2 separate regions of the Rattus norvegicus genome follow, and region 1 is linked to region 2. A link is a contact called in public Hi-C data. All regions are on one chromosome and are shown on one strand. Each heading gives the region's core, a stretch centred on a gene start, on an enhancer-like site or on the middle of the called end of the contact. The rest is flanking DNA. Distances are from core to core; before and after follow the strand shown.

Evidence for each region. A called contact is a pair of places that touch in the nucleus more often than the background predicts.
Region 1: a Hi-C map of prefrontal cortex shows a contact between it and region 2, with 4 times the contacts expected there. The contact joins two enhancer-like sites. A contact is called at or near these places in 12 of 12 Hi-C or Micro-C datasets (the A7r5 cell line, the Rat2 cell line, Schwann cells and 7 more) and 1 of 1 datasets of contacts at active chromatin or transcription factors (oligodendrocytes).

Annotation. Positions count from the first base shown.
Region 1 is chr4:160,081,475-160,086,135 of GRCr8, forward strand. Vwf (von Willebrand factor) reads left to right here. Exons shown (of 52, transcript NM_053889.1): 7 at 591-807; 8 at 2,347-2,469; 9 at 3,304-3,415; 10 at 4,573-4,619. Among named protein-coding and RNA genes, the nearest start is that of Vwf, 37 kb to the left of the region's middle. Within about 2 kb of position 2,442, at least 14 of the 93 cell types and tissues checked have an H3K27ac peak or open chromatin away from gene starts, as enhancers often do.
Region 2 is chr4:159,894,844-159,899,432 of GRCr8, forward strand. No RefSeq gene overlaps it. Among named protein-coding and RNA genes, the nearest start is that of Rnu6-212, 4.5 kb to the left of the region's middle. Within about 2 kb of position 2,923, at least 29 of the 93 cell types and tissues checked have an H3K27ac peak or open chromatin away from gene starts, as enhancers often do.

The DNA of each region.
Region 1 (4,661 bases), core at 1,192-3,691, 190 kb after region 2:
GGGAAAACCCAATGTAGGCCGTGCCTGGCACAGCACCTCCTGAGACAGTAGGCAGTTAATTTGTTATCGCTGATGGGAAATGACCTTATTGGCTCCAGCAGCTTCCTGGGGGAATGTGTCGGAAAGTGTATTCCTAAGCCCCGCCCCCAGCCAACTGTCTTTAAATCTATTGGGAGTGAGGTCTAGCAAATTCTACTGCGTAAAACAAGCCTCCTTCTGCTAGACTCTTTGTTTGGTAATGAAGAATATTAAGATCAGGGGAGGCAGGTGGTCGGGGAGGGCAGAAGAGTGACTGCCTCCGTTGCTGGCATCCAAAGCTGCAGGGTGTGCTCAGGGTACGCCTCTCTCTGCTTTTCAGGCAGGTCGAGCCTCTCACAGAACGCAGGCTGTCCATTTCTAAGCCCCATCTAGCGCATCGCCTCAGTCTTGGTCTACCTCCAAAGCATGTGCCTTCTTTCCTCTGGACAGAAGCACCTGCTAGACCCTTAAGGGACAACCTTGGTTCCCCTTAGTGCCAGCCTCAGAGGGGCAGTAAGTGGGCGTGGCTGGGACTACCCCAGGGCCACGCTGAGGAGCTTTTCCCTCTACAGGCCATGTGGGAGCAGTGCCAGTTACTGAAGACGGCGTCGGTGTTTGCCCGCTGCCACCCTCTGGTGGATCCCGAGCCCTTCGTGGCTCTCTGTGAGAAGACTTTGTGTACATGCGTCACGGGGCCAGAGTGCGCGTGTCCTGCTCTCCTTGAGTATGCCCGAACCTGTGCCCAGGAAGGGATGGTGCTGTATGGCTGGGCTGACCACAGTGCCTGTCGTAAGTTGCTGCTTTCCCCCATGTTGAGCAGGCTGTTCGTCTTGGGGTGGTGGTGCTCAGGGTGCTTTGGAGCCCTGTTGTGGTGTGCGTTTCCCACCGCTGCCATCAGCCATTGTCTACTTAGCCCTATGTCCTGAATGGCTCCTGCCCTCTGTCACCCAGTCCTCTCAGCATTGACCTGCAGGGGAGTCCCTTCCCTCAGGGACTGTGTGGAAGAAAGCCTTTCAAGGCCCTGTCCCTACCTCTGTTCCATGCCACATCCCTTTTGGTACCCCATGACTCCCTCAGGAAATCCATTCCCTGGCTTCCCGAAGTTGTCTTTGGTTCAACTGTCAGTGGGCAGTTAGGTCCCAGCATTCATCTTTTACAGCGTTCCTGAGTCAGGAGGAGTGTCGGGTTATCTAGGCAGCGTGTGGGGTGGCCCCGGAGAGTAGAAAGGCTTCATTAAACCTTCCCTTTTATTAACTCATCCTTCCGGCCTCCAGGCACAGTGTGTTCTGTTCTGTCAGTCCTGCCTTGTAATACCCATTTGGGCATCTCTGAATCTCACTGGGTCCATAGTCATTGTCACTATCTCCAAATCACGGTGGTTAAATAGGGACTTCTGGTCACCTTGTGAAAGCCGCCTCTCTCACTACACTGATCCAAAGCCCCTCGATGGGCAGCTGGTTGGCTATAATTAGTCAGATAATGTGGACTGAGGGAGGCAGGGTGCCTGGCTGGTCCTGACATTGCACATTGGAGTTTCACCGTGTGGCAAACAGCTTAGCCATCAGGGCCTGCCATCTCCCCTGTGGGGGTGTGGGAAGGTGGGGGTTAGAGCTGCCTTCTCCTCTGGATAGGGAGCGGCTGTCTTTTTAGACCTTTGAAGGTAGGGTGGAGGAGATATCTGATAGATGGTCTTAAAGCAGGAGTTGGGGGGTGGGGGCAGTTGTTTCAGGAGAGACAGGCCCTGCTCATGAGGAGCTGTGTGCTCTTGTGATGAACTGAGAGCTGGTTAGGCAATAAGGCTCAAAGGCAGCCTCGTAAAACAGTGGAAATAAGTCAGTATTGCCAAAGTGGGCATGGATAGAGTGTCCTAAGCTGGGGGCGAGGTAGCATTTGGTTGGAGCCAACATCATGAGGAAGAAAGGCTAGAAAAGGAGGAAGTGATAGTTTCTTGCTGTCCCAAGAAGCCATTCCTTTTCAGCCCAGAATTTGATGCTACCCCAAGAAAGTTTTAGATGAAGAGGTCAGAACATCTAGAGACAAACGGTGGCCAAGCTTTCTTCACAGAGAATGGAGAACAGATAGCCACGAGGCAGGGTGTCTGGACCAGCCACTGCAGTGAGTCTTAGCTGGGACCTTGCAAAACAGAATATGCTCTTTTCAGGGAAATGCCGGCTGCAGACGGAGCATGGGCTGCTGGGTTGGAGATGGCCTCCGGGACCCTCTAGACAGAGCGGACAGTCAGAGCACCGAGCTGGCTGTGCTCGCAGTGGTTTGGAAGCTGCTGCACTGGTTCACAGCTTTGCGAGAATCCCTTGATTTGTCTTTCAGGCCCAGCATGCCCGGCTGGCATGGAGTATAAGGAGTGTGTGTCTCCTTGCACCAGAACCTGCCAGAGCCTGCCTATCAATGAAGTGTGTCAGCAGCAATGTGTAGATGGCTGTGGCTGCCCTGGTAATGAACGCCCCTCTTCATTTACAAACCTGAGGTCCTGCCAGTGTCCTGGGCTTTGGGAAGAGAGATGAAGGCCACTTGTGTTTTTCCCTCATGGCCGAAATCAGAGGTCTTTTATTTAGCTTTTTTTAAAGTCTTTGTACAGAGAGACCAGGATTGAACTGGCCTTTATTTTGGATTTATGTTTTCCCGTTGTACTGTACTCAGAAAGCACTGTGTCTAAGGAACCGTCTTGGTCCTAACACTGACATTGTTCAGGGAGCTCCTGTCCTAATCTGAGATGTGGTTTTGTTTTCTCAGTTAGGGTTCAGGATGCCAGTATGGGAGAAAGGTCTTATGAAATATGTCCTGGATTTGGCATGTGTACTCAGCTGAAAAGGGCTTTTTGTTTGAAACTGTATGTCCAGGAGACTGTGATTGATGGTCACGAGCTGTATTCAGTTGTATGGATTAGGAAGTCCTGAGGCTCATGACTTCTCTCCTGGATGATGTTGAGCAAAAACGATTGATTCGATTCAATTCTCTAGGGTATGAAAAACAAATAACCCAGCACACATACACAAACAGCATCAAATAAGGTCTTCGAGATTCCTCTGTGAAGCCTCTGCTTCTCAGTGGGCTCTTCTACTGGACAACCCTGAGCAAGTTCTGTGAATGAGAATTGATATCTGTCCCCCCTCATACCCCACAAGTGTCAAGAATACGCATCCTACGCATTGTCTTAGAGTTTTCCAGAAGCACTAAGCTTCTGGTTGCCCATGGGGTTGTAGAAGTGAGAGATACACAGTGCTCATGACTGGGGCTGAGCTCTTTGCCTTGATGTCCTTGAAACAGAGGGAGAGCTCCTGGACGAAGACCGCTGTGTGCAGAGCTCTGACTGTTCTTGTGTACACGCCGGAAAGCGGTACCCACCTGGCACCTCCCTCCCTCAAGACTGCAACACTTGGTAACCACAGCACTACATAGCACGGTCTACCCAGGAGTTTGGGGAGGGGGAGCTGTGACAGGATGGGGGCAACAGGCGGTGGACCAGGAGCTGTCCTGGGTTGAGAGTAGGGGGTCGGGGAGTTGGCAGGGGGATCCAAGCTGGTGTTGAATGCAATGGCAGTGTGCAAACATCATGCCAAGAGAGAAATCAGAGGACACATCTTGTCCATGCAGCTGACAACTCTAGCTGCCAAAGGAGAATTTAGTAAACGATGCCTGTCCTCTGCAAAGGCTGCGTGCATGACATCCAGCATCAAATCTCTCTCTCCTTAACCTTTTGTCTGCTGGGTGGTAGTAAGCAGAATCCTCTAGTGGGGGCTCCTTGGTCTATGTTCAATGGCGCCCAGGTGGGTCTAGCCTGAGCACCTGCCCTGGTTAGTTCAAGCATCTCTTCAAGAATGTCCCCGCATATCACCTCTACTCAGCTCCCCTGTCTCTGTACACCGGGAGAAAGAACTCCCCATTCCATCTCTGGCCCTTTCTGATTTGCAGTTTCTAGGGCAGCAGTTCTCAACCTGTGGGTCTCGACCCCCCTTGGGTGTTTGCACATCAGATATCCTGCATATCAGATACCTACATTACTATTCATAACAGTAGCAAAATTGCCAGTTATGAAGTAGCAATGAAAATAACTTTACGGTTGGAGAATCACCGTATTAAACTGTATTAAAGGGGCGAAGCATTAGGGAGGTTGAGAACCACTGTTCTTGTGCCTCAGGAGCCCTCCCTCCCTCCCTTCACTGTGGATCCTCCCTCCAGCAAGGCTCTCTGCTCCTCCGTTTCACTGCTGGGTCTTTCTTGCTCCCTTCCCCCACCCGTTGTACATGGGGAGGGGAACAGGATACCTGAGGATCAGAGCAGGTCTTCAGGGCACCGTCAACCCTAGGTTGCCCTTTTCTCTGCTTCTTCCCCTTTATGGTGTCTCCAAGGATCTGTTGTGGCCAAAGCCATGTTCTGTGCTACTTTAACCCTTTAAAGACTGCTCTGGCATTGCTTCCTCTCTTTTCTCCTACATCCTTTCTCCGGGGAGGACTATGCTATCTGTGATGGATGTTAATTTAATTAGGTGCCCTCCTGGCAGAACCAATGACCCCTGTATGCTCTTTTGTCCAACAGCATCTGCAGACACAGTCTCTGGATCTGCAGCAATGAGGAATGCCCAGGTAGGCTTGTATACGCATTTTTTCTCTCCCTTTCTTCCCTTT
Region 2 (4,589 bases), core at 1,673-4,172:
GTAGTGGAGTGTGGTGACCCAGGGGAGAGTAGGTAGAGAATGGAAGGCAAAAAACCTCTTAGTGGGATCTTTTTGTTTTGCTAAACGGACAGGCGCGTGCGCTCTCAGCTCTCAGCCGCTCTCAGCCGTTGTCACAGGAGCAAGCATCTCTTTGCAGAGTGGGTAGGAGTTAACCTGGCGACTCATGGCTGGTCTGAATGCCTAGAGCAAGTGACAGCGCTCGGCGCACAAGGTCCGCACAGCCTGCATTCGCCCCTTCTCCTCTGCTCCCTGGTGATTGGGTGAGCATGTTTGTACTGTTAAGTGCCACAGCCATGATATACTGACGGCCATAGATCCAAACTCTATGGGCCATTCATTGATGGATCATGTCAGCGAGGTTTCCAGCTGTTAGGGACACTCAGTTACTGAAGCCAGGCAAACAGTTTGTGACCCTCCCCAAGAAAAATGCACCTGATCGCACCCTGTTTCCACTTGAGGAAGCTTTGCCTCTCTTTGGGAGCAGTGCGATCTTGTTTTGAGGTCCTAGGAAGACTTTGACTTGCACTAACACCATGCGTCAGGCAATGTCTATTGTTTGCAGTTTGGGTGTATTCTTTTTATTACTTTTTTTTTTTCTTGGCTTCAAACTCCATTGTGTAGCTGAGTCTGGCTTTCAACTCCTGATCCTCCTGCCTCTAGCTCCCAAGTGTTCGGATAACAAAGACAGATGTGGGGCTGGGGATTTAGCTCAGTGGTAGAGCACTTACCTAGGAAGCGCAAGGCCCTGGTAAGCGCAAGGCCCTGGGTTTGGTCCCCAGCTCCAAAAAAAACCAAAAAAAAACCAACAAACCAAAGACAGATGTGATCCACTATGTGTGTGTGGTGTGTGTATATGTGTGGTGTGTGTGTGAGTGTGTATGTGTGGTGTGTGTGTATATGTGGTGTGTGTATGTGTGGTGTGTGTATGTGATATGGTGTGTGTATGTGTGGTGTGTGTATGTGATGTGTGTGTGTGTGTGTGTGTGTGTGTGTGTGCTGTGACCCAAAGCCTCACATTTGCTAAACCAGTGCATAACCATTGAGCTAGGAGATCAACCTCAAAGCTTCTCTTCTTGGGAGTGGGGTTGGGGGTAGGGGTGGGGTGGACAATCTTCTGTGGCCTTTAAGAGAAGGCAGGCATCTGAGCCTGGCCTGCCAAGGGGGAAAGTGCTCTCCATCGCTTCTGTCTCCGCGATTTGAGCTTTGTGTCTCACAACCATTGAAATGTGATGGTGTTGATACAGAGATAGCCTTTTCCTGCTGGTTCAGAATGCAGCCTCTTCTGGGTTTCACTCACGTGACTGACTCTTTTTTTTTTCTTGTAAACTAGCCACTCTGCTTTTTTGTGACACTGAAAAATCCTCCCATGTCGGCTTCTCAAGGACCCAATCATTCTCCATTTGATTTTTCTTATTTTCACTTTTTAAGAACTTGACATTCTTTGAGTAATGCAGGCAAGGCACCACCGTTTCCTGAGATCCTCTCTTGACTCACAAAAGGGAGCAGGGTGGTCACCTGAGGTCTGAAGCTCTTTTCTCTTGCAGGGAAGCTCAGTAATCCAGGCTCTCTGCTGTGTGGCAGACGCTGTTTTAGAGTTTGCGATCCTGCCTCAGAACACTGTGATGCTGGGATTATAGGCATCTCCACTATGCCTAGGAAGGTTGATCAGAGCAGTCTGCCCTCCTTGTGTGTACAGAAGCACAAACCCGTCATTGAATCTCAGGACAGTCACCCTCCTGGGCACTGGAAACACAGTGTGTGGGAAACCAGAAACCACTCACCAGCCCCCTTGCTTCTAGGAGGTCAGGGTGGGTGGAGGGGGTGGAGCTAGGGAGGTGGGAGGTGCTTGGGTTTGTTGTGGATGCTAAGGCTACCCGAAGGGTGGGTTAGTGACTCACTGTTGCTGGAGCCTGCAGGTTGAGTGAGTCACTTTTATTGCTCAAGGGAGGGGCGTGGTGGGATGGAATGGAGGGTAACCGCGGAGTTCGAAAGAAATGAGAACTTTATATCTGAGAATTAGAGCTGTAAGACCTGGAGAAAAGAACCTTCATTTCCTCTTAGCTGACCTGTCAGTGGGAAATAATCCTACACTCCAAATTATTGTGGGGTGTCGCTTATATACTGAATGTGCACTTGGCGTGGTGACTCACTCCTTTACCCAGCCGTGTGATCTCTGTGAGTTCAAGGCTGGCCTGGTCTACAAAGCGAGTTCTAGGGCTGCAGGGCTGTTACACAGAGAAACCCTGTCTCAAAAACAACAACACCAATAACAACATCAAAAGCCCACCATAAACAAACAAACGAACCACACATGGGGTAGCGCCATGGCTTAAATCTTCATTTACTTTCTGAACACAGGCAGGGTAATAAATCTTCTTCCTACGGAGATGAAGGGAATTAAACAATGTATGCAGACGCTCTGCACAATGGTATTGGGTAAGTGTTAGCCACTTTCATCAGCTAGGGGTCACTGGTTCATCTCCAATGGATTCTCTGCTGTTTTAGGACCAATACGGGAGAGATGGGCACACTACCCAAGTCTGAGGGTTGTCAGTTAAGAAGAATTAGGTTGGGACCAAGCAAGCAATCCACCTGCGTCCAAATTGTGAGCCTGCTAAGTGCTCACATGCTCATATTTAGTGTCGCGCCCCGACGGGGGGTGGGGCGTCGAGGGAGATGGAAACCAACTGATAAGGAGGTGTTTGTGTTTGCCTCCTCCCTTGAACCTCAAATTCATCTACAGAGAGATCCAACTTGGAACCAGGGACCTAGGCTGCGCTTTCTGATGCGGCCTCCAGAGGGCTCTCTGCGTAGCCAGGGAGGCTGCGGTGACTCAGAGGCAGGAGGATGAGACAGCCCCCAGAGATTCCAGCGCCTGCCAGTCCTTTCACCCCGCGCGGCCGCACCCTCCCGCGGGATCCCGCCCGGCCGCACCCTCCCACGGGATCCCGCCCGAGTCACCCTCCAGTATGGACCTGAGACTCTGCACAGGCCTTCCCTGCTGCCTCGGGGCAGTAGGACCAGCCCTCTGGGGCGTTGGGCTTCCCGTAGGCCTCTCGTCCCCTCTCTCCGCAGGGCCAGGGATTACTACCCTCCCAAGGTTTCAGGGCTTCAGGGCCCTAGGGCGGGCATGGGACTGTGCCCAGGCTGGGCAGCAGGAGGGACATCGGCAGACCACTTGGGGAGCTGTGACGCTGGGCCAGTTCCTCTGGACCCGCAAGGGTGTTCTCACCTCTCCTCAAAGTCAGAAAGAACAAGAGCCCACCCCCAGCTCTACCGGCTTCCCTGGGCTTCTAGCTGCAGGTTTAGAAGTTAACAGGGCTTGAGTCTGGCTCAGCCCCTGTAGATGGTAAGTTCGAGGATCTGGTTGATTTGGGGAGGGCCTCCATGCCTGGGAAGGAGGTGACTCCCAGATGCCCAAGAGCTATGGGCCTCCCACTCAAGAGGAACTCGGAAGTGCCCAAAATAACGTCTAGCACAGAGCACCTAAACATTGTATATAGTGATGTGTGTATTATACATGTATATTTTAGATATAAAGTTATAGTTAATACACAAATCATATAGACATGTGCATGCATACACATGTACAGGGCACCTCCCGTAAGCAAGTTATTGTCCCAGTGGCTCTGCAGTTCTCTCAGGCAGTTCTCACTGGACACTGGGGCGTAAGTACCGTTATTGCTGCCACGTGGTAGCTGACGAAGTCTAAGCTCAGGGAGTAACTTTTGAGTGGGTGTGGTGATGTACGTCTGCGCACCAAGCTCTTGGGAGGTAGAAACAGGAGGGCCAGTGTAACAGCCCCGGACTGAAGCACAACTGACTCCATGTTGGAAGAGCCATTCAGGCTGCAAAACTCAGCACGTAGACAGCACCACCTGCCAAAAATGAAAACAAAGATCTAATTCATCAAAGTCCATAATCATGGGAATGTCTCTAAATATACTAACCTCGCTTTTTGACTTCTATTGTTCTGCTTCTGGCTAACTGTTCTTGCTAACTGAAGTATTGTCAACTCAAGACATGGTTTTTGTGCTTAAAAGCTCACCCTGAGAGAGACTTGGGGCTACACTGAATGCCTGTGTAGTCATGTGCCAGCTAATACACTTTCTATTGGCTTAAACCCATGACCAGATAGTCTTCTCTGGTGGATACCCTACAACACCAGGAGTTCAAGACTGTCCTCAGCTACATGTGCAGTGTTGAAAGTCAGCCAGGGATACATGAGACTTTGAAGGAGGAGGAGATAGAAGATGAAAAAGAAGAAAAGAGGGAGGGAGAGAAAGATCAAGAAAGACTGAGACTAGACCTCAGACCTCTGCCTTTAAATATTTCAGGGTGGAGTGTAGGGGGTGTGGGGTATGGGGTAGTGGTGGTGATAGAAATGTACTGTAACTGTTTTCTCCTTTAGGGTGTATGAGGAACACGATTAAATTTGACCCTGGAAGGAGGAACTATTTTCTAGTCAGGAACTATTCCCCTCTGTCCCTGCCTGCTGTCCCTGGGTCTGAAGAGACTTTCAGAGTGCTTCTCTTTTTCCTTGTTGGCCGTCTCTGTCAACCTGGTCT